2 separate regions of the Hordeum vulgare genome follow, and region 2 is linked to region 1. The links are chromatin contacts, called in public Hi-C maps. All regions are on one chromosome and are shown on one strand. The core of a region is the stretch at or near the end of the contact, and the rest is flanking DNA. Distances in the headings are between cores, read along the strand shown.

Region 1 (6,151 bases), core at 2,039-4,538:
TTGAGCCACATCCTATCATCAAGTTAGTAGCGAGATCATACACATCCCGATAGTAATGAAATAATTTTATGCTAAATCTTTCACCAACATTTTGCAATTAATAATTTGGAACATTTCGCCCCAAACGGATGATGACTTATTAACACTCGGTCTATGTTCTCATATGTTAGGCCTATGAAAACCGCACCGTCCAATGTGTAGCGAACATGCTCAAAATTTGTTTAACATGCAATTTATGAATAGTTTTGAATGAAGACTTTATTGAACTCATTCAGCATCTTGGATTTCCTCCAGATGCGATCTTCTGCATGTTACGCTCTGCTTCCTGCAAGCACCCGAAAGAAGGACAAAGTAAGTAATTGCTACTTCATTTATGTTCTCTTCTCACATTGTGAGCTAGATGTGCAGCACGAGGTAAAATAAGATGAAATGATCCAACAGGTTACACTAATTCAATCATTGTTGAACCCAGCTTAACAAAATGCATTCTCAGAAGTTGTTTTGTGCCAGGTACTCCCTGGATAATGTCAGCTAATAAACTTGTCTATCTCTGTTTGGGGGTACAAAACTAATTTCTGCTGTTCATTTTGAAATGTTAAGCACTACTATTATTCATTTCTAGCTGTACCTCAGTTGATAGAGAGCTCAAAAAAGCATAAGTATGCCGTTGATTGCATCAGTTTAGCAAAGAAGCATCTGTCCTTAACAAGTTTGTACTACGAATATGAAGCATGCTTCACCTCAAATTGGTAGTCAGCTTCACAACATTATTAAATATGTTAGCATGGTTGGGCAGTTTCACAAAGTGAAGGTGTAAATAAATAAAGATGCTTGGGGTTTCTTCCTATTTGGGGTACTAAAGTAATTTCTGTTCTTCATTTTGAGAGAGCCAAGGACATTCAGTTCATAGAGCTCAAAATCAAGCATGAGTGAGGCATTTTTTTTTTCAGTTGCACCAGTTAATGAAAGAGGCATGTCCTTAAGAAACAAAGTTCGAGCTAAGAACATGAAGCTTGTTTCACAACATTATTAAAAACATGTTAGGCATGGTTAAGCAGTGAACATGAAGCATGTTTCACAACATTATTAAAAACAAGCGAGGGTAGAAAACTAATTTCTGCTCTTCACTTTGAAAGCCTTGGACCACTATTATTCCTCGCTAGTTGCATTTCACTTCATTGAGAGCTCAAAAAAACATGAATATGCTGTCAATAGCACCAGTTTAACAAAAGAACATCTGCCCTTAGAAACAAGTTCATGCTATGAATATGAAGCATGCTCCGCATCAAACAATTTCACAACATTATCAAATACTCCTCAGTCCGGAATTACTTGCCGCTCAAACGGATGTATCTAGCTCAATAGTACATCCGTTGAGCAACAAGTAATTCCAGACAGAGGGAGTACTATGTTAGCATGGTGCAGATAAATAAACATAGAAACAAGTTCGAGCTATGAACATGAAGCATGTTTCACAACATTATTAAAGCAAGTTAGCATGGTTAAGCGCTTGACAACATTATCTCTGTCTAAGGGTACAAAACTAATTTCTGCTGTTCATTTTAAAAGCCTTGCATCACTATTAATCCTCGCTATTTGCATTTCAGTTCAAAGAGAGCTCAAAAAGCATGAGTATGATGTCAATAGCAGTAGTTTAGCAGAATTACTCCTCAGTCTGGAAGAACTATGTTAGTATCGTGTAAATAAATAAACATAGAGCCCAAAAAGCATGAGTGTGCTGTCAATAGTAGCAGTTTGGCAAAGAGACATCAGTCAATACTCAATAGCTGCTTCACATCAAACAACTTCACAAAACTGATGGTAATGTTTTAATAGCATCAATTTATAAAAGATGCAGCACCTTCTGCAGGAGAGGGTGAAACTTGAACAGTATTTGTATGCCCTATTTGTGCAAATGAGCTAGTGAGATTGAAGCGGATGTATTTTTCTTATACAAGCCTGTAAAGCGAACTTGATAAACCGTTGATTGTATAAACTTATTGACAGGGTTGTTACCACAGTCGAGCAGGTGTTCTATTTAGAGGGTAGGTCCAGATTTGCTGCTGAACCATGAGAATGAATGCGAGCAGGCCTGCTATTAGACAAATTTAAATTACCATATCATGAGATGAGAAGAGGTACAAGTGTTTTACCTTTGGTGTGCTCACAAATGGTTCAGTAAACACTATTTGCGCAACATACGGTAGTACTTGCTCATGACCTTATGCTCCTTTCTGCAGAGGTGCCACACAATTTTTAGATGTTGACAACAGAGATGAAAGTAGAGATGTACAGTAGGTACTAATTTAGGTTCATATACAACAGATTATTCCAACTTAACCTGCACAGAATGACAGTCATGATTTTGTCCTAGAAGAGTACCTATGAATCTCCATATGAGCATCTCTGTTTTTGGCAAGCAGAGACTCGGAGCAAACTTCACACCTGATTCTGATTTCCGACAGTGCCAGGTCTTTCAACCGGGCCTCCTTGATTTTGGCCTGCAGCAGCTCCTCCTTGAGCTCAGCCTTTTCGACCTTGAGTCGCCTCTTCTCCACCTTGTGTGCATTATCACTGAAATGACGGTCAGCTTGGGAGGTGAAAAACAAAAAAGGAAGTCATTCAAGCTAGGACGCACGCACATGGTCTCCAGCTTATGCATGAGATCTGCTTTGTCATCCCTTAGCCTCTTCTCCAGTTGTTCCCTGCACGTAGTCAATCTGGTCCGTCACGAGAGAACCTCCATGCCAAACAGAGAAGGGAGGGAGGGTGTCAAAGACGGGACATACATCAGCTCGAGCTTGCGCTCCATTGCTTCCTTGTCCTTAGCGTACAGCATCTCGTCTTCGTCACTGCAACCACCCACGCAATCTCTCAGTCTCGTCTGCTCTGACTCGAGGTAACGAACCCAACACCACAGAGGAGGGAGGAAGGAGGAGTCGCAGGGAACCCAATACCACAGAGGATGGAGGAAGGAGGAGTCGCAGGGAGAGAGGGGTTTGGTCGGGTCGAAATACTACTCACAGATGATCCTCGAGGTGCTTTACCATCTCCCCGATCTTAACTTTGAGATTGCACTTGCTGCAATTTCTCTCTGCCAGGGCGGAGATGGCGTCCACGGCGCCCCTCACGAGCTCAACAGTTCCCGTGGCCAGCACCATGCCGGTGACGACCGTGGTCAAGACCGGTGGCGACATTATTTCGATTTCGGCGGCGACGGCGGCGGCTGAAGGATTTCTTCTGTGGGGTAGAGACAGATCTCGGGGAGGGAGCGAGGGTTTGAGAGAGACGAGAGACCGGGTGGGTGGGTGGGCTTTTGTGGGTGCTCGTCTAATTGGGGTCTAATTGGGTCGGCCCATTTACGGACATGGATTTTTCTCTCCCTTTAGATTAGAAAATATCTATTTTGTTTAATAAATTTTCGCAAACATGTTGTAGGACAAGGGGCGTTCTACCCCTCTGTCCGTGGATCTTGTAAAAAAATGTTTAGAGTAGGAAACGAGAGATAAGATAAAATATGTAAAGTGAATAGTTGTTCTCATTGATGATGGATTACACATACATATAGTTACGCTATTAAACACCCAGGGTGAGGAATAAGTTATTCCTCGTCCTGGTCAGGACGTAATTTTTTCACATGCATGAGATAATTTTATGATCGTTATTTTCTTCACGAAAGAGAGGATTTCCTTTTTTTTAGGTCGTAATCTTACCTTTTCTTTTTATCACGTTGTAATCTTACCTTACTTAGTTTTCTTCCTTATCTTTTGATCGTGGGAGACGGGGTGGGGTGAGGAATAACTATTCTTATATATCGCGCTATTCGTCACCCTGGATGAGGAATAGTTATCCCACATGTCGCATATACTATCATGTTGTAGTATATATATTATTTTATCATTTTTATTATGTTTATATATTATATATTAGATTTTTTAAAGTGAGTTCCATAAAAAAAATTACAAGTTACCCCATAATTTTTATTATATTTGTGAAATACATATATTTTTGTACGTAAAAAAGAACATACACAAAATATGATACATACTAGCAAAAAATAGTATATATACTACCAAAACATTATTATATACTACATACTACGCGTACATACTCTTTGATTTGATAGATATTACATACAACAAACAAAAAGCAAGTGGTGGTAACTACCACCGGTGGTAGATAAATATATATAGCCCCGAAGGGGTGCGGCCGAAGGGACACGAGGCAACCTCCTCGGTTAGGAAAACTAGGGATTAATAAGATTAATGAAATCCTAACACTCCTCCTAATCCATGCTTGTTAGTGTAATTCCTCCAAAAACCTGTGGGAAAAATAAGGATATATGTGTTTGACATGTTGCTACAACTCCTTCATTTAGATGAATACATGTGTTGTCATTGCAGACACACAATTATAAATAATCATAATTGTACGTGTAATCCTTGTGCATAAGAAACTCACTACGTCGGTTCTATCATATGCACCGACAACAATAAGTCGTATGGTGACTTACCGATCTTTACACAATGTATGTTGCATTTTGCATTTCAATTTAGAAAGCTCCCTTAATGCCTTATGGTACTTGAAAGCTCCCTTAATGCCTGGAAATATTCCTCATGAATCAGCATACTGGATTGAATAACTCCCCATGCGAGGGGCTTGAGGTATTGACAGAAATATAATTATTCCTCATATAGATCCCAACTATATGTTGGGGGGCCAATGTTGAAATCTCCCCTAATGCCTGGAAATATTCCTCATGAATCATTATACTGGCCTTGAATAACTCCCCATGCGAGGGGCTTGAGGTATTGACGAAAATACAGTTATTCCTCATATAGATATTCCTCATATAGATCCCAACTATATGTTGAGGGGCCAATGATGTATGCGGGGTGATGATATCGGTATCCAACCGAATTACTGCAAATGGGAAAAATACTTGGTAGATTTCCACGTATCAAAGATAGAGGGGAATAATATTATGCAGTTTTGTCATGAGCGTGTAAAACTGCATGACTCCAAGGTAAAGTTGGTAAGTTGCAATTCCAAAGTAAAGATAATGCAATGGGCTTAATTCTTTGGATATGATTCTATCAAACCATTTTGAGTCTAGACAAATATGACAAATTGCTAAACTTCAATTCAAGGGCCATAGAGAAGGCACTCAAGGAGAATTCAGCAACTTGTCCATTTGATTTGCTTGAAATCAATGTCAGGATAATGAGCCAATGGTTTTTGTGTGAATAAAGCACACACTTAAGACCATCATGTAGATGTGCCTTTTAGAACCATGGAACACCCGAATATTCTAGTCAATGGATGGAAAGAGCCACTTACCTCAACTTGATGCATTCAAGGAGTCTGAGTGGTTCAGCGTAGACTTTAAGGTGCGCGAGCCTTAAAATTAGCTTCACCGTGTCACATGTAGTGCACAAAAAATCCAAATATCGTTAGAATTTAACATCATAATAATCATAAACTATTGGAATTGTTGATAGTTCCGGTTTCAACCCAATGTCTCGATGACCAAGGAGAGTATGCCAAGTTTGTCATGTACAAGACATTTAAGGAAACTATCTTGGGCGCAACATGTGCTACGGGCTTTGTAATATGTGTAGTACAATCCGGATGATACATAGAGAATGTGCTTGCCATATCTGTTGCATATGGTAAAGAGAATATATTCCTCTTTGTTGTCATCATAAGTTTCACTATGGAAACTGTTTTGACGGATACCTCTATAGTTTAGTAGGGTACGAGGTAAACCGAGAACCAATAAAACATCTTGACATTACTCGAGTACCCACAGGGATAGTAAATATGACTCGAGTTGAGCCAACAAATACCTCTTCGCGTCTAGCAATTTTAAAATATCTCGTTTCTCTCAACGAGAGTGAAAACATTTCACTTCGTTGAGGATAGAGTCGTGGTGCATATGTCCATAAGGCACATATCATATTTCATCAGACTAACCCTCGTAGAAATCTATATATAGACATGAAGATTTTCAGTATGAAAATCACTCTCAGATAAATAGAATACATACAAATATATTTGTACCAAAATGCTGATACAATATATGACGACAACAATACTTATGTTGTTGCTATAACATCATAAATGGACATAAATTATATTGACCACTCAC
Region 2 (6,151 bases), core at 1,964-4,463, 470 kb after region 1:
AATTGGATGCAACTGGGGAACTTGAATCATTTGTTCGGTAAATGGCAGGAGCACAGCCCATTCAGTAAATACTAACTTCAATTCCGCATCTCATGTTCAAAGGGACATATTAAAGTCTTTGTCTTTCTATCGTGTTCTGCTCACAATCCACGACCCTTCTTTATAAATTGGTATGCTCCTGGTATTGGCACTTATCATATTCAATACAAACATGTCTTGAATTGTTTTTGTAGGATCAAATGTAGCAGCACTTGTGATTTTACCTTTCCGTCTTAAAGTATTCGCAACTGCTGACACCATATTTCTACAGCTGGAAACATATTTTACTGAGTTAAGAGAAAATGATGCCAGAAGAAAACTTTGAACAAGTTCTCTAAGATAATTTTTACATGTGGCTTTTAATCTTTCAATTTTTTTATGACTGCTAGGTTTATTAGTAGAGTAGCTCTCGTACCATGTAAATATTTCTTCAATCTTAATGCTCCCCTTATTTTCACCAAGAGTTATCTGTACAATAGAAGCACCATTCTGGGCATATAAATCTTTCCAATATGTATGGAGGCATCTTATCATGCTAGAATTCATAATCTCATACATGTAATGAGCTTTGTACAAAGATGAAAGAACTGATTTCTTATATCAAAAGCTTAGGATGGAGTTACCTGGAAGATGTCAATGAGCCATGCATGCGTTGTGTGATATGGTACCTGAATAAATTTGATTGTGCTGCATTTATGAGAGGCCGGAGTAGTACTGTTCCTTATATCCTAATAGTCATTTATTTGGCAGAGAATATGTTAGAAGTTTGGTAAGCCTAACATGTGCTATAGTTGTTTCAAGAGCTTATGCTATACGGTGTAGTATTTGGACACTGTTAGGTATGAAACATTTATGAGGACACACTATTCATTCAACTTCATTGCAAATTGCAGTATCCATCTACACAAAATTGCACCCTACATTTTTTATATTAATGGGGAACAGTCATGTTATTTATATTAAAAGTATTTCCCAAATTTCATGTGTTTTTATGTTTGTTTTCCTGCTAGCTCATATGAGGACTAGGAGACACCTTCTTTGTGCTATTTTGAAGAACCTGCTCCCTGCTACACGAGGAAAATTAGGAGACATCTTTTCTAGCGATATTTTCTGTGCTCTTACTCATTTTAAAAACAGATAACTCGGTAGCTGTTAAGTACTAACATATCACTCAGTTAACTAGGATAGTCGGCTGATTTCATTTGAGGAATGCATCTGCAATCTATCCACGATGCACTCTTTATTTTTACTACTCCATCCGTCCCAAAATTCTTGTCTTAGGTTTGTCTAGAAATGGATATATCAAAATACTAAAACGTGCACAAATCTAAGACAAGAATTTTGGGACGGAGGGAGTATTATTTTATCTGTACGAAAATGTGGATAATAAACTTATGAATCTGTCAAGACTTAGATAACATCACCTTCGTAAAAGATTATAGTGACCCTTTGATGTAGATAATGAATCTTGGCTGATGATGCACTGTCTCGTGCTTGTCCTTTCATTCATACTAATTTATATCTCCTTACCAGTTTCATGAAAGGCCCTTGTTATGCTCAGGTACATGAATTGGAAGGAACTTGGGAAGCAAGAAGGCAGAAGATGCAAAGTTGTGCAAAGCTGATGGGTACTTGTAACTAGGCTCGTTGAGTGCTCACGCAGAAGATGGAGTTGGAAGGATTTCGAATTGACATCGAGCTGATGCTTCTCTCCACCCGTGTTTACCGTATCTTGCTGTGCAAAGTTACATTGTATTGGTTGTGGTTAAAATCCTGGGTGTAGTATTCTGAATATTACCCCCCCTTGTCTAGTGGAGTATGTTCTAGGTTCTGCTGTCCTTGTAGCATATGAGTTAAAAAGTGGGTCAACAGTGAAAATTTTGGTCTTTACTTTCTATACTTATTTGTCGGGAGGTATCATCTGTTACGTCCCTTTTAATGGCTCTGTTACAATTTGAGATGTTCTTTATCGTCGTCTTAAATACTCCCTCTGGTCCTTTTTTTCTGCATATAAGTTTTGTCCAAAGTCAAAGTATCTCTACTTTGACCAAACTTATAAAAAAAATTATGAACATTCATCATGCCAAATTAATATTGTTAGATTCTTTACGAAATGTAGTTTCATAATGTATATATTTGGTATTGTAGATATTGATATTTTTTAATATAAATTTGGTCAAAGTTTGACTTGACCGAAATCTAATATGCGGAGTAAAAAGGACCGGAGGGAGTACTAGCTCCACAGCATATTAGAATGTTCAATACAGGAATGAAAATGAAGATCCTGTTGTGTGTGGGGTAAGCTCTTTTATATGTGTTGAGGGCACATGCTGGAACCTCATTAGTTACTCTTGAATTTGCTGTCTCGCAGCGTGCATGTATCTGCCTTGTAGACTTACCTTGCTTGCCTTCTCCTTGTGTTCCAATAGTTGAACCACATTGCTTGCTTTTCGTGGTCTTTACTCGCAATTTTAAGGAAAAGACTGACCACCGTGTTGATTTTGTTGATTTGAGCTGGCCTCTTTATCCTTGCAAATCCCAGGTCAACTTTCTATTACATCTTTGAATTGAAAATCAGTTGGAAGACTAAAAAGGAAGAAAAACATGAAGTGTGTAAATGTTTACTCCGATCATGTCCGAAAGATGGTGTAGCCGCTCATATTTGGTGGGACCAAGTCATGGCAAGTTTTGAGCACAGAATTGCATTTCTCCGTGCTGAATTTAGCCAGTCCATTTCTAAGCAGTGAAATGGTGTTGCGTGTCAGCCTCACACGCGCCTTTTGTCATCCGCTTCTCGGAGGTGCAGGTGCTGGTGGCCGTCCAATCATCTGGTTGCCACGGCCGGAGACCATCGCGTCAAACAAATAGAACGAGCAAGCGGTGGCCATCCAACCTTTTGGGCCACATGTTTAAGCAGTGACTCGGCCGATTTTTGTTCATGAGGAGGATCCGCTATCCAGCCCAGAATGAACCACCTGGGACGCCAGGAAAGATGCTTCAGATCCTAGCTGGCAGTGCACATACTGCATACTAGCAGGCAGTAAATTTATTTTTCGTAAAGCTGGTAATGATGAATGATCTTGTCAGTAATGAGCTACCTGACAATAAACATATTGATGGCACCGCGGACCACGTCCATGCGATCCACGACAACGAAATGAAGGCCCCGGTATCAGCAGAGGCGAGACGAGTTCTTGGTTAACTGGCGAGCGAGTGGAGGCCATCGCTCGCAGTCTCCCGTTCCACGGAGAAGAGGCGCTAGGTTGCCGACGATTCAACCATACAATCAAACTTGTGGCTCTGGGGTTGCGCGTCGCCGACTGGCTCGTGCCGTGCCGCCCGCTACAAAAGCCACGGGGTTCCGGTGTAAAGAGCAAGGAGGGCAGACGTGGAAAGAGCGAGCCAAGATACAGTACAAGGAGGCTTCTTCAACCTTTCATCCATGGTCATGGACTCCCTCTCCCTCTACGAGATCTCCTGCTTCGCCGCTGGCTTTGCCGGCAACCTCTTCGCCTTCGCTCTCTTCCTGTCCCCAGTGTAAGCATACATAGTTACATATACGCGTGCTGTGTTGTGTTCTCTTGATCGTCGTGGAGAGAGGTTTCTGACGACGGACTGTGTTTCAGGCCGACCTTCAAGAGGATCCTCAAGGCCAAGTCCACGGAGCAGTTCGACGGGCTCCCTTACCTGCTCTCCCTGCTCAACTGCTTCATCTGCCTCTGGTATGGCCTCCCCTGGGTCTCCGACGGCCGGCTGCTCGTCGCCACCGTCAACGGCACCGGAGCCGCGTTCCAGCTCGCCTACATTTGTCTCTTCTTCATCTACGCCGACAGCAGAAAGACCAGGGTAATTTCCTCCCCGTCCTGGCTGAACCCGTTCCACTTTCATCTGAGAAGCAGTCAAACGTTAGTACTTCTTCCTGTTCCTGTACTGAAATCTTTTATCCATTTCCTCCACAGCTGAGGATGGTAGGGCTCCTGGTTCTCCTAGTCTGCGCGTTCGCCCTCGTCGCGCACGCGAGCCTCACCTTCTTCGACCAGCCGACCCGGCAGCAGTTCGTCGGCGCCGTCAGCATGGCGTCGCTCATCTCCATGTTTGCTTCCCCGCTAGCCGTCATGGTACGCCTCCCAATCATCAAGCTGGGCTCCTGATAAAAAATTCTCCTACCTAGATCATCCCCTTTTTACGTACGCAATCGGCGCGCAACAGAGTGGTATGGAACTGTTCTGACGCGTGTCTCCATGGTTGGTTCTTCAGGGCGTGGTGATCCGGACGGAGTGCGTGGAGTTCATGCCCTTCTACCTCTCGCTCTCCACGCTGCTGATGAGCGCCTCCTTCGCGATATACGGAGTGCTGCTGCGCGATCTCTTCATCTATGTAAGCACCCGATCTGATTTCAAATTGCATTTGCTTGAATCGCTGTAGTTTATCTGTCGGAATGCGTGTGCTGACAATTGGACTTCTCGCCGTCTGAATTTTCAGCTGCCCAACGGGCTTGGAGTCGTCCTGGGAGCAACGCAGTTGGCGCTCTACGCTTACTACAGCAGGAAATGGAGGTGCAAGGATTCCTCTGCGCCGTTGCTTGCCTGATCAGAGCTCAAGTGATCGATTCTCAGTTTTAGCTTGGCTAGGAAGTGTGGGTGTAGGGTTCTGTAGGAGAGAACTGCATGCCCTGTTTTCCCTTGTTGGTGCTGAATCTGCCTGTACAGATTTGCTGGCCTATGCCTCTGTTTATACAAACGTGTCATTCTTTTCCCAAAGAATGCAAAGGGGAAATGTTTTTCTGATTCCGCCTTTGTTATGACTTATGAAATGTTTCTCCACACAAATATTTCAATTCAGGGCATTTTTACTTCACAAGTATCGAAAAAGTTCGTCTCGAATGTTTGTATATTTTATACCACCGCATCATATTTTATGTCATGTATTTCATCTGTAAACTAATATAAGAGTATTTAGATTACTAAAGTAATGTTCCGAATGCTCTTATACTCCCTCCGTTTCTAAAAAAATAGAGTTTTCACTAGAAAACTACATACGGATGTATATAGACATACATTAAGTGTAGATTCATTCATCTTGCTCCCTATATAGTTCTATAGTGGAATCTCTAAAATGACATATACTCCCTCCGTCTCAAAATTATTATCTTGGTTTTGTTTAGATGTGGATGCATCTGGTCACGTTTTAGTATCTAGATGCAGCCATATCTAAAAAAAATCTAAAACAAGAATTTTGAAACGGAGAGAGTATTTACAAACGGACAAGTATTAGTTTACGGAGGGAGTATAAGAGTGTAGTGATCTAAACGTTTTTTACATTAGTTTACGGAGTGAGTATATTTTATTTCTATTTCTAATTGGAGAGTCCGTACATTATTTGAAAATCAAGCCATTAATAGAATTAATTAGGATCCCTCGACCATATTCTTATAAACCGGTGTCTCCCCAGAAATGATGTCGTATAAGATTTGTTTCTGAACTTCTTTATGGTAATGGATCCTGGAACATAGAACTGCTAAGAACATCTTCAACAACCGCGTTACCCGCGACGCGGTAAAATGCAGTTTACAGCATGCGGTTTGTCTGTTTTAGCGCGGCGGCCAGCGCTGGCTCCAACAGGCGTGCTAAAATGCAGCGCCTGCACATAGCTCCAGTAGGCGTGCTAAAATGCAGCGCACACGAGCAGCCGACGCTTGTCATGTGTTGCATTTTTGACCCATTTTGAGACAAAATCAATTTTGAACATCAAAACAAAGACATGACATAATTTAAATCACACAAATAAGTTCATGATGACATAAAAAGTTCATGCCCACAAAATCATTCAACCAAGTTCATACCCACTAGTTCAAATACATGCCCACATCAATCCTCGTCCTCGTCTTCATCTTCATCTTCATCTTCATCTTCCTCCGATTCATCATCCGAAGTGGATTCTTCGTCCTCCTCTTCACGGGTGTTGGCAAGATCATGCGAAGGTGCTCCGACGCAAAACTCATACCTCCCATGCCGCCAATGCCGCCCGGAGGTGCTCCGAAGCCATCCATGCCTCCCATGCCACCAATTCCACCGCCTCCCATGCCGCCAATGCCGCCCGGAGGTGCTCCGAA

What was found. Hi-C and Micro-C count contacts between places; a contact is called where the count stands out from the background.
Region 2: a Hi-C map of seedling shows a contact between it and region 1, with 5 times the contacts expected there. The contact joins the promoter of LOC123440139 here to the promoter of LOC123444212 in region 1. A contact is called at or near these places in 4 of 6 Hi-C or Micro-C datasets (leaf, seedling and an unstated tissue) and 1 of 1 datasets of contacts at active chromatin or transcription factors (embryo).

What each region holds. Positions count from the first base shown.
Region 1 is chr3H:451,422,710-451,428,860 of MorexV3_pseudomolecules_assembly, forward strand. LOC123444212 reads right to left here and starts at 3,289. Exons shown (of 6, transcript XM_045120850.1): 1 at 3,025-3,289; 2 at 2,790-2,852; 3 at 2,643-2,705; 4 at 2,446-2,574; 5 at 2,154-2,234; 6 at 51-325. The coding sequence starts at 3,197. The coding sequence ends at 2,186. It overlaps LOC123444213, which reads left to right. Exons shown (of 5, transcript XM_045120864.1): 4 at 295-351; 5 at 2,008-2,373. The coding sequence ends at 2,042.
Region 2 is chr3H:451,895,381-451,901,531 of MorexV3_pseudomolecules_assembly, forward strand. LOC123440139 (bidirectional sugar transporter SWEET2b-like) reads left to right here and starts at 3,214. Exons shown (of 5, transcript XM_045116711.1): 1 at 3,214-3,576; 2 at 3,666-3,885; 3 at 3,999-4,157; 4 at 4,297-4,416; 5 at 4,522-4,826. The coding sequence starts at 3,482. The coding sequence ends at 4,629. LOC123444214 (cytochrome c1-like) reads left to right here. Exons shown (of 4, transcript XM_045120867.1): 4 at 1,573-1,997.